2 separate regions of the Sus scrofa genome follow, and region 1 is linked to region 2. Evidence: chromatin contacts called from public Hi-C data. All regions are on one chromosome and are shown on one strand. Each heading gives the region's core, a stretch centred on a gene start, on an enhancer-like site or on the middle of the called end of the contact. The rest is flanking DNA. Distances are from core to core; before and after follow the strand shown. Region 1 overlaps LOC100626591 (a long non-coding RNA gene). Region 2 overlaps MAN2A1 (alpha-mannosidase 2).

Region 1 (5,821 bases), core at 2,173-4,672, 290 kb after region 2:
CTCTAAGCAGTTATTGCTGAAAGATAAAAGCTTTCAGAAAAGAGCAGTGCTCGAGCCTGAGGAATGGATTGATGTCCTCAGGCACAGGATCAAATCCAGAAAACAGTGAGGACTGAAAACCCAGGCTATGAATATATTGCCAATCAAGATAGCTGATACCTCCAGTAGAAGAAAATCACAGGCCAAGTAATCAAATAGTGAGGAAAAAAAAAAAAAAAGAGAGAGATAAAACAACCTATTGGAAGAAGAATGGGTGGAACAGAGAGATCAACAATTTAAAATACATGTAATGATTACCTTTAAGGAGATAAGATACTGTAATATGAAGCAGGAATAAGCATGTCTACTTATAGAGGGAAGCTGGGTGTACATCATTACAGGAAGGGAGAATTTAAATATGATAGGTATAACTATAGAATGCCATAGGATAGGAGGAAACCACCAATTTGGTTCTCACCAGAAGAAAATATTAAGTGGCAAAAGTAGAAAATAAAAATTATTTCATCGTGAAAATGTTTATATAAAATAGAAGCTCACATTTTTGTAAACCAAGACAATATATTTTATAAGAATATAGGCAGATATACAAACATTTATTAAACACATTGTGACCACCTATTGGGCAGTTGATCAGAATGAAAATAGGGGTTCAGGAAAGAGGTAGGAGTTCCCATTGTGGCTCAGTAGTAATGAGCCTGACTAGCATCCATGAGAATGCAGGTTCAATTGCTGGCCTTGCTCACTGGCTTACAGATCTGGTGTTGCCACGAGCTGTGGTGAAGTTCATAGATGAGGCTCAGATCCCACATTGTAGTGAGCCATGGCATAGGCTGGCAGCTGAAGCTCCAATTTGACCCCTAGCCTGGGAACTTCCATATGCCACGGGTGCGGCCCTAAAAAGACCAAAAAAAAAAAAAAATATTATCCATGAGGAAAGAGGTAAAAGAATAAGATAAAAAGAACTCAACTCTCCAGATTGGAACAGAAAATATTTATTTCTCCCTCTCTGAAAAACCTTCTTAGGTGTCTGCCCTAATTCTTTTTCCTCTTAATAGTGCTAAAATATTGGCATTCTGATCATTGACTCTTTTCTCGTGTTACTTGGTAAGCATTTCACGATGCCTAGGACATTAACAATAACCTATTGTCAAATGAGCATCTCTACCTTGCTCCTGTTTCCTCATCTCTGCTCCTATAATTCCAACTGTTGGCTCGATTCCTCCACCCTAAGCCCTTAAGGGCAATGAACACAGCTCCAAGTAAGTGCCTGACACTTGCAGAGAACATGGTCTACTGAAATGGTGGCCAAATATTTCTTTTGGTTTTCAATTTTCTCAAGTTGTCTGCAGCTTCGCTGGTATGGTACCTGAGGTGAAATGATTGAGGGAGAAGGTACAATACCAACAGAAGTCAGACATTCTCCATTTTCTGGTTTTCCTAACAACTGGCCCTGACATTTCCTAGTGCCCCCAAATGGGGTAGAGGCTGAACTGCTGGGAATTTTCCTTTAGGGCTTTGTAGCGGTGTCCTCAAATGTCCAGATTGTCTTAGGACTGATTTACTGCGACATGTTTGGCACAATATTCTTGAGTGTATATGAATGCAAACCTTGGAACTGGAGTAAATGTTAGCTGTCAAAGAATTTTGTGCTTATCAAGCTCGTCAGAACCTTAGGATGTCCAAGTGAAATTTCAGGGAAGGGATTCTAGCTTGCCCACTTCACTTCAACCGGAGAAGCTTTGGTTAAAAGCAGAGCGCCTGAGAGCCAGATACTGTTCCAGACCCACCATGTATGGCTGTGTGAGCTTGGGCAAGTTTGTTTTTTTCTCTTCTTTCTTTCTTTTTTTTTTTTTTTTTTTTTTTTTTTTTGCTATTTAGGGCTGCACCTGAGGCATATGGAAGTTCCCAGGCTAGGGGTCAAAGTGGAGCTACAGCTGATAGTCTATGCCACAGCCACAGTAACTCCAGATCCCAGCCACATCTGCAATCTACACCACAGCTCACAGCAACAAGGATCCCTGACTCACTGAGCGAGGCCAGGGATTGAACCTGAGTCCTCATGGATATTAATTGGATTTGTTTCTGCTGTGCCACAACAGAAATGCCCTTGGGCAAGTTTCTTAATCTCTCTTTTCTTTAGTTTCTTTGTCTGCAAAATGAAATTTATAACCAGACCTGGCTCATAAGATTTAGTGAGAATTAAGATGTGTGAAATACACATGAAACATTTAGAACTGAGATGTCTGCAGAGAATATGCTTCTTGAACCCTTACTGTTGTTATTATGATTTATTTCAGATAATGGGACTTGGTTAAGATTTGATGTGAAAATAGGATTTTTCAAAAAATTTTAGAACTTACACTTTCCAGTTCTTTTTAATTTCACAAATGATGCTATGACTCACTCATAATCACACAATTAGTAGTAGAGTGAGAATAAGATCTTGAGGGCCCTGACTTTGAATAAGAGAGCTCTGTTCTCCCATTCCCCAACCTTTATCAGGTTTGGACATCCTAGTTCCTTTACTGTGTTAATTACTCTGTAGGTCACAAGTGGCAGAAAACTATTCAAGCAGATTAAGAATTTATCTAGCTTGGGTCTTCCTTGTATCCAGATCTGCTAATGCATATCTCCTTAGCTTAGCAACTCCTGCTGCCTTCCCAGGGAAAGATCTTTCCTCCTAATTGTGGTATAAAGACAACTCATTGTCATGCTCTTATTGGTCCGTTGTGTGCTGTGTGTGCATATTTTTGAACCAAGTATTGTAGCCAAGGGGCCCTAATGCTCTGCATGGCCAAGAATGGTCCACGAGCCCAATCCCGGAGATGCAGCGTAGCTAGTTCTCAGCACCTCTTAGAGTGATTTTGAGTGTAAGACACATTGCTCCCAAAGGAAAACTGAGAAAAGAAGAATGATTACTGGGATGGCAAACAACACAAGTCCTCCTTATTTCCAAAAACTGCCTTAACCTCAGATGAACCAAGTACCTCAGAGTAAACAGTCGTATAACCTGAAAGAGCTGGGCCATTTCAGTGTATGGGCCCAACAGTGCACAGTTGCTTAAATCCAATTCACCCTCATGTTTTTCTCCCCTTGGTGGCTGCCTGATCTTTCCTGTCCTCATGGCTGCTGATCTCTTCTGTTCTCTCAACCAGCAACCAACAATTGCGATTATTAGGAAGGTACTTTTCTAAATGAGCATCCACACTTGAAAATGGACCAGGCAGATATGGGATGTAACATTTTAGGGCATTGTACACTGCCAACAATCCCTTCCCCATTCCCACCCCTTAACCCCCCGGAGTCTCTCAGTACTTAGTTCTAATTCGAGTTTGGGTACTCGTACCTTTGAGATCCTCTGGGAAGAGAGGTTTTCTCCCGTGGCAGCTAAGTGGGGTGAGCTGTGAAGATACTAGGGCCCAGTGTCCTCAGGCTGTCTTTTCCAGTCCTGGTATAATTCTAGCTAGGATATTAGCATCTAAGTCCCTAAATAACACAACCGCATTCTTGGAAATGACACCACTCCCCTCTGGGCTCTCACCACAATTAAGATGACTTGAAGCACTCCAGCTACAGTTGAGAAATTCAGGGAAAGAGGAGCAGGGATTTCCCTTCAAGAGTTCTCATTTGTAGAATTTTCTTTGCCTGCTCTGATTGCCAAGCCCCAGTGAGAAAAACCTTGTTTTTTTATTATAGTGATTTTCTGATGCTAATATATGACCGTCAATGTTGTTTGCAACCTATTTAAATGAAACATTATTTTGTTCCAACTCCTTGAAGAGTCTGTATCACCACAAAAGCACAATTTCACAAATCTAATAAACAGTTAAATACATGCCTTTGCACACTGATACCTTTTGAAATCTCTGTATTTCTATACAATTGCAAAGATAGCTGTTTGTACTTATTTGTGCATGAGTAATTCCTCTAGTTTCCTTGGAAGTAAAGCCAAAGGCAGACACTGGCTCCTTCTCTGCACATCTCGATGTGTACACAGGGATCTATAAATATGAATGCTCTTACTTTCAGAGTTTGAAAATAAAACAACCAAATATTACTTGAATGAAACTGGTCTTGCTTTTCGTTCACACCAGCCTTCTGGAAAACAGGCTAATAAAACCACTGTAACAGTCACACGTTTCTTGGAAACATCAGTATAATTAGCCCTTTCAAGAAGAGAACAAAACTGTATTGGAAATCTCAATTTGAAATACAGTGAAGCTAAACACGTATTTAAAGTGACGCAGTTTTAGGGGGGCTGGGGGGGTTGTTTGTTTTCTTCTCTTGCTTTGATTTCCTGGCAACAGATTTTTTTATGCCTTTGTTCCCCCTTCAGTGATCATAATAGTCTTGGCATACATTTTGCCAGGTAGGTGAAAAGCCTCTTGTCTGAATATTTCTTGTTCTTTTGGAGGATATTCTTAGAAATAACCAAACCAGTAATTTGCTTCGAGGGCTTCTTCTGGAAAGTCAGGAGTCCTTCCTCAGTCAGGCTGCAGACAAACATTTCTTTCTCTTCTTCTCCTATTCCCAAGACACTCGGTGACCTTGAATCACTCTTCTTCCTATTTGCAATCTCTTCCCATTCAAAGAGATTTTGTAGGGTAGGGCTTTCAGAGTAAAAAGAGATCTTTGAGAAATCTGAGAAGGCTTGTTGAGGAGCCACCTTGAAAGATTTGAACCAAAACTCTTACCTTCTCTGGAAAGTGTCTTTTAAGCTTTGTCTATGGAGTGAAAATTTTTGTCCCCAGTGAAAAGACTTCCTTTGAGCAGGATGGGGCAACTATTTGTGTGTTGGGGGTCTTCTCAAGAGAGGAGACCTAGAAGAATAAATAACATAAGCATAATAAATAGAGGTGGTAAGAGCTGGATTTCCAGGTGACTGCCCCTTTGCTGTGAGGGTAGCCCTTGGGATGAGAGCGAAAACACCTCACTTTGTACCCGACTTAATGACTACCCTGAGGGAAGAGTTGTTCTGGCTGGTTGTACTAAATTTCTCTTGCCTCCTGATCTGCACCTCTGCATGAAAGAAGCTAGCAGTAAGGATCCTAAATAATACTCCTGCCTCATTTCATCATCACAATACCAGTACTAAAATACACCTGATGCTATTGATATTTCATTTTTATCTGTTATCTTCGTTTCCTAATGAAGAATCGTAAGTTATGGACATTAAAGAGGAAAGACAAACCAGTGGGAACATTCACACTTGAATTTGATTTACAGGAAACCATTTATTTAAAGTTCCCTTTGTTATTTTTCTCAAAAATGTGAATGGGTTGCAAAATTTAAAATGAAACATTACGTTTGAAATGTGTTGAGACACAGGGTACCATCAATGGTAATTATCTTTCTTCTGGCAATGGTAACAGGTGTCAGTAAGTCACCTTTCCCGATTGGTACCTTCTGAGGCATTTATGATAAAGTTTGAAATAATTTACCATGTTTTACCAGGCCTTTAGCTAGCATTGGGCACTGCTGAACTCTTAACCTCTTCTTTGTTCTCACATTCTAGTTACTCTGGCTCCTCTTTCAGTACCTGGGGTCCATCCTGCTTCTTCCTGCTTCTGTGAGTCCACATGTGTCATTTCCTTAGCCTGGACACTCTTTGCCCTCCTGTCCATCTGATAAATCTTTCTTCACTTTGCAAATTTCAACCAAAACTTCATGTCCTTTCCTGGACCACAAATGAGGTTGGTTCACTTATTATTTATGCCCTTAATATTCTGTCCAACTTTTGATCCTCTTCCTGTAATATTTTATTATCTTTCTTTGTCATTGGAATACAGTTTCATGAATGTAGGCACTATATATATACACA
Region 2 (5,768 bases), core at 1,903-4,402:
TCTTTTTCAGTTAAACGTGTTTCTTCCAGGACTGATGATACTTTCTTTTGTAATGGCAAGCTCTTCCTCTTCAGGGTGAGGCTGTACTTTGGGACCTCAGAAGTACTCTGTAGCATTTACTCTCTTCTTTTAGCACAGGTGTGGAGGATTGTGGAATTTATAGATACTCTTCTTCATGATAACATTTTTACCTGTGAAGCATAGAGGGTGGAAGCCTAAGAGTATGAATCCTTCTCAGAATTATTTTCTACAGTAGAAAATCCTGAATTTGGAGTTCCTGTTATGGCTCAGTGGAAACGAATCTGACTAGCATCCATAAGGACACAGGCTCAATCCCTGGCCTCACTCAAATGGGTTAAGGATCTGGCGTTGCCATGAGCTATGGTGTAGGTTGCAGATGTGGCTCGGATCTGGCAAGGCTGTGGCTGTGGCTGTGGCTGACAGCTGTAGCTCCAATTCCACCCCTAGTCTGGGAGCCTCTATATGCTGCAGATGTGGCCCTAAAAAGACAAAAAAAAAAAAAAAAATTTCCTGAGTTTGTGTTTTTAGAATCCAGTAAGGTAGTCATTCTCTTAACAGTCATCAGTACCCCCTTTAAAAGTCATAATATGAAAAAGTCAGACAGAATTTTTGGAGTTTGGAGGGCCTTTCCAGGTTAGGTAATTTTTCAGATAAGGATACGGACATGTACACAGAACCTCAGCTGTTTTTGCCCCAGGTCCCATAACTAGTCATAACATAATTGGAATATGCTTATTAGCCTATAATTCAGTGACATTTCTGTTGTACTACAACCAGCATGTATTCGATGACTCACTGCATGTTAGGTACTATGGAAATTGTGATAGACATACTAGATATGTTGCTTTGATAGAGCTTCTTAGTTATTTGAGGAGACACAACTGCCATTTGTGAGACAATTAGAGACAATTGTTACTTAATTATTTCTTGAAAGAGTTAATTTTAAAAAGCTAGAACAGTGCCCGATACATAGCAAATGCTCAATCAATGCTAGTTATTAGCAATGAACAGAGATTTATGAAGTACCTATTATGTACTAGGCACTGTTGTAGATTCTGGGGATATAGGAACTAAGAATAAAACAAGAGCCCATGATTTTATATATATTTTTAATATGAGGGCAAAGGACTTAAAGAGAATTCTAAGTTCATGTAATGGTCTAGCTCAAATTGACCAAAGAACATGGGACAGAAGCTTGGATTTTCTTTTTTTTTTTTATTATTGGATGAATTTTATTACATTTATAGTTGTACAGTGATCATCAAAACCATATTTTATAGCATTTCCATCCCAAACCCCGCCCCCACCTGTCTCGTTTGGAAACTGTATGTTTTTCAAAGTCTGTGAGTCAGTATCTGTTCTGCAAAGAAGTTCGTTCTGTCCTTTTTTTAGATTCCACATGTAAGTGATAGCATTTGATGTTGGTGTCTCATTGTCTGACTGACTTAGCATGACAATTTGTAGGTCCATCCAGGTTGCTGCAAATGCCGTTATTTCTTTCCTTTTAATGACTGGGTGTTATTCCGTTGTATGTATGTACCATATCTTCTTTATCCACTCCTCTGTCGATGGGCGTTTAGGTTGTTTCCATGTCTTGGCTATTGTATATAGTGAACATTGTAGTACATGTGTCTTTTTGAGTCATGGTTTTCTCTGGATAGATGCCCAGGAGTGATATTGCTAGATCAAATGTTAATTCTCTTTTTAGTTTTCTGAGGAATCTCCATAGAGTTTTCCACAGTGGTTGCACAATTTACATTCCCACCAACAGCGTAATAGGGTTCCCTTTTCTCCACACCCTCGTCAGCACTTATCGTTTGTAGACTTTTTGATGATGGCCATTCTGGCTGGTATAAGGTGATGCATTGCAGTGGTTTTGACTTGCATTTCTCTAATAATGAGTGATATTGAACATCTTTTCATGTGCATCTTGGTCATCTGTATGTCTCCTTTGGAGAATTGTCTGTTTCAATCTTCGGCCGATTTTGTGATGGGGGTGTTTGGTTTTTTTGATATTGAGCTGTATGAGGTGTTTATAAATTTTGGAGATTAATCCCTTGTCAGTCGTTTCATTTGCAAATATTTTCTCCCATTCAGTGGGTTGTCTTTTTGTGTTGTTTAGGGTTTCCTTTACTGTGCAGAAACTTGTAAGTTTCATTAGGTCCCATTTGTTTATTTTTGTTTTTATTGTCATTACTCTAGGAGGTGGATCTGAGAAGATGTTGCTGTGGTTTATGTCAGAGAATATTTGGCCTGTGTTTTCCTCTAAGAGTTTTATAGTATCTGGCCTTATATTTAGGTCTTTAATTTGTTTTGAGTTTAGTTTTGTGTATGGTGTTAGGAAGTGTTCTAATTTCATTCTTTTATGTGAAGCTAGGCTTTTCTGATTGGGTAGAATTTTGAAAGGAGAAAGAACACTCCTAGTGTGAAGTACAGTGCTTCCACAGTCTTGGAGTCATGAAGGAGCCTGGCACCATGAGAAGAGGTGAGGAGACTGGTTTGGTTTATAATCTTGTAAAGAGGATTTGGGAAAACATAGTAAGTAGTTTGAGATCAGATTGTGAGGTGCCCTGAGAGCCAGTGTGCGGAGTTATGAGTTCGATGGTATTGAACCATTCAAAGTTATTGAATGTGTCAAGAAGCTGCTTGAGAAAAGCAGCGTTGGAGAATTAGTTTCATAGAAAATTTTAGACCTGGAAGAAAACTAAGAGAATATTCAATCTAGATTATTCTGGTAGCAGTGTGTAGGAAGACTCAGAAGCAGGAAGGCAGCTGAGAATCTGTTTGAGGTAATACAGACATAAGGCAGTAAATCCCTGTACCAGTATTGAATTGGCTAGAAACAAGAGCAAGAGGAAAAATGGAGAGAAATTTTTGTAAAAAGAAGCAACCGAGCTTTCTTACAAATTTGATAAAGGGTAATGACGGGAGGCTTCAGTCAAAAAATTTGATCCATGTTTTCCCTTTGGGGTGTTTGGAGACTGCTTGTACTATTTGCAGAAGGGCATAGTTTGAAGGATAAGCTGGTTTGGGAAGCCAAGTTCAGTTTCATTTTTGATGAGGTGGATGTGAGTGGAAATAGCCAAGTGGGCTGGAGTGCCAGAGAAATTAGGAATAGAGATGCTGATCTGGTATCATCGGCACAGCCCAGAATGACTGAGCTCACTTAGGGCCTTGCTTTGTGAGAGGAGCACAGAGAGCCAAGTAACATTTCTTACAGCCAAAGAGTTACGCTTCTTAGATTGAGATGACTGTGTAGCAGATGTTAATAAAATGAAGCAGCTTGTACTCAAATTGTCAGAAACCAGCTCATTGATCAGCATACCTAAGAAAAGATAAGGCCATCATAGGGAAGAATTTCAAAGAAGCATTCAGAAACTAAAAAAGGCCCATCTCATCTTTTACCCAAATTACAGGGCTAAGTTATTTTTTCTAGGTTATAAGAACAAAAAATAGATTACTGAGTGTGTGTGTGCTTGCATGTGGTGTGTATGTTGCGGGGAGAGAAGGGAAAGGGAGGAAGAGATATTAAAAGACCAAAAGGCAACACTCTAAATAGGGCCCTCAAAGTTCAAGGTTGTTCTGAAGATGAGACAGGTTTCTGAGAATACCCCTAAACTGCCTCTTGTTTATAGTAAAGAAGAACCTCTCCCATTTGCTTTGGTGGCTGATTAGATATTCCTGTGACTTTTTTTTTTTTCTTCTTTTAAACCAGTAATTGTGTAAAAGAAAGAAAAATTGTATACCCCTAAGTAATTTGGATCTTTAACTCATCTTTGGTAGCTGATGGTATAATATTTAGAATTTTGCTATTTTATATTCTTATATGTTACACTGTGCCTTGCTATTGCATTTGTTGCTTCTGTGGTATTTACAGAATATCCCATCTTGCCCTTGTAAATGAGTTGGTTCAGCCCAATTTTTATTAAGTCACTAGGAAAGGATCTATAAAACTTCAGAATATTTGGTGCTTGTAAAGAGAAGTAAGAAAATTCAGAATTTATAATTATTCAGATGGGGCTTGCCTGAACACCTTTCTCTTGTTAGTAAGGAAGAGAGGGGCTTATTCCAGAAATGATTAGTATAAATAAGATTGAAGGCAGGCTGATTACCTACTTAATACAATCCTGCCTTCAGAGGTTCCCCAGAACTATTTCTGTATGAAAAACCATCTTAGACAAGCCAATTGCATTTATTTTAATAGGCTAACACTGTTTAGGTTGATTTGCTTTTTCCATTATTGACAGTGACTCTCTTTTTACATTAAAATTGTGTTTCTCAAAATTACTTGTGTAAAATTATAATGTGTCAATGGAACTTTTATCAGCAGATCCTAAAATACAATATATGTCATTCCTTCATGGAGAATGAGTTTAGGTAGTATAAATGGATTCTGCATAATGACCCTTGTGTGCAAAGACAAGCATATATCAAAAAATATAAGACAGATTAACAACATAGACCAGCATTCTTTGCTCAGATGAATACATGACAGCATGACCCCACTTACCTGGGAATTGTTGCAGTTTGAAAATGCATTCCATGGACTTTTTTTTTTTTTTTTGGTCTTTTTCCCATTTCTTGGGCCGCTCCCGCAGCATATGGAGGTTCCCAGGCTAGGGGTCAAATTGGAGCCATAGCCGCTGGCCTACGCCAGAGCCACAGCAACGCAGGATCCAAGCCACGTCTGCGACCTACACCACAGCTCACAGCAACGCCGGATGGTTAACCCATTGAGCAAGGGCAGGGACCGAACCCGCAACCTCATGGCTCCTAGTCAGATTCGTTAACCACTGTACCATGACGGGAATTCCATGTTCTTTCTTTTTAAAGGCCACACCTATGGCATATGGAAGTTCCCAGGCCATGGGTTGAATCGGAGCTGTAGCTGCTGGCCTGTGCCACAGCCACAGCAACGCAGGATCTGAGCCATGTCTGTGACCTCCACCACAGCTCACGGAAATGCAAGATCCTTAACCCATTGAGTGAGGCCAGGGATTGAACCTGTATCCTTATGGATACTAGTTGGATTCTTAACCCCCTGAACCACAATGGAAAATCCTTTGTTATGTATGTTCTTGAGTGGGATATAGTGTTGACATACTATCTCAGAATGCTAGGCTTGAGAATAGACATTCCATTAAAAGTATGAAATATGTTTTAGAGAAAAATTAGTGTGGTTTTAGAAAAAGTTGCAATAAATATGAAGAAAAGTAATATTCCGTAGAACAGTTTGCAAAGGGCTGAATTACAGAAAGAATTCTATTAGTCAACACGTAATTTGCTTAGTGCCACTTAATTACAGTTATTAAATATATTTGAAGGTAATAAAACTGCAGTGTATGAAAATATTTTAGAATCTAAACATTTTGGCTACTTACAGGTCCTTGTTCTATTAATCATTTTTAAAAAGATAGTCGTTCTGTAGAATTTCGCTTAATACAGTGACTTGGTGCCTAAAATGATGCCTCAGCAGGAAGATGGTTTCTGTGCTGCTGCATTGGGCTGGTGTGGGTGGGGGCACTACAGTTCTAATCTATTTTTTTTTTTTTTTAGAGTTTTTTTTTTTTTTTTGTCTTTTTTTTGTCTTTTGTTGTTGTTGTTGTTGTTGTTGTTGTTGTTGCTATTTCTTGGGCCGCTCCCGCGGCATATGGAGGTTCCCAGGCTAGGGGTTGAATCGGAGCCGTAGCCACCAGCCTACGCCAGAGCCACAGCAACACGGGATCTGAGCCGCATCTGCAACCTAC

What was found. A called contact is a pair of places that touch in the nucleus more often than the background predicts.
Region 1: a Hi-C map of skeletal muscle shows a contact between it and region 2, with 2.9 times the contacts expected there. The contact joins two enhancer-like sites. A contact is called at or near these places in 1 of 5 promoter capture datasets (fetal liver), 5 of 47 Hi-C or Micro-C datasets (embryonic fibroblasts, fetal skeletal muscle, retroperitoneal adipose tissue and 1 more) and 1 of 2 datasets of contacts at active chromatin or transcription factors (skeletal muscle).

Annotation. Positions count from the first base shown.
Region 1 is chr2:114,976,644-114,982,464 of Sscrofa11.1, forward strand. All of the region lies in intron 1 of LOC100626591 (a long non-coding RNA gene), which reads left to right. Among named protein-coding and RNA genes, the nearest start is that of MAN2A1, 300 kb to the left of the region's middle. Within about 2 kb of position 3,423, at least 4 of the 83 cell types and tissues checked have an H3K27ac peak or open chromatin away from gene starts, as enhancers often do. A contact at or near this core is called in skeletal muscle, where this site is marked.
Region 2 is chr2:114,685,834-114,691,601 of Sscrofa11.1, forward strand. All of the region lies in intron 1 of MAN2A1 (alpha-mannosidase 2), which reads left to right. Among named protein-coding and RNA genes, the nearest start is that of MAN2A1, 13 kb to the left of the region's middle. Within about 2 kb of position 3,153, at least 8 of the 83 cell types and tissues checked have an H3K27ac peak or open chromatin away from gene starts, as enhancers often do. A contact at or near this core is called in skeletal muscle, where this site is marked.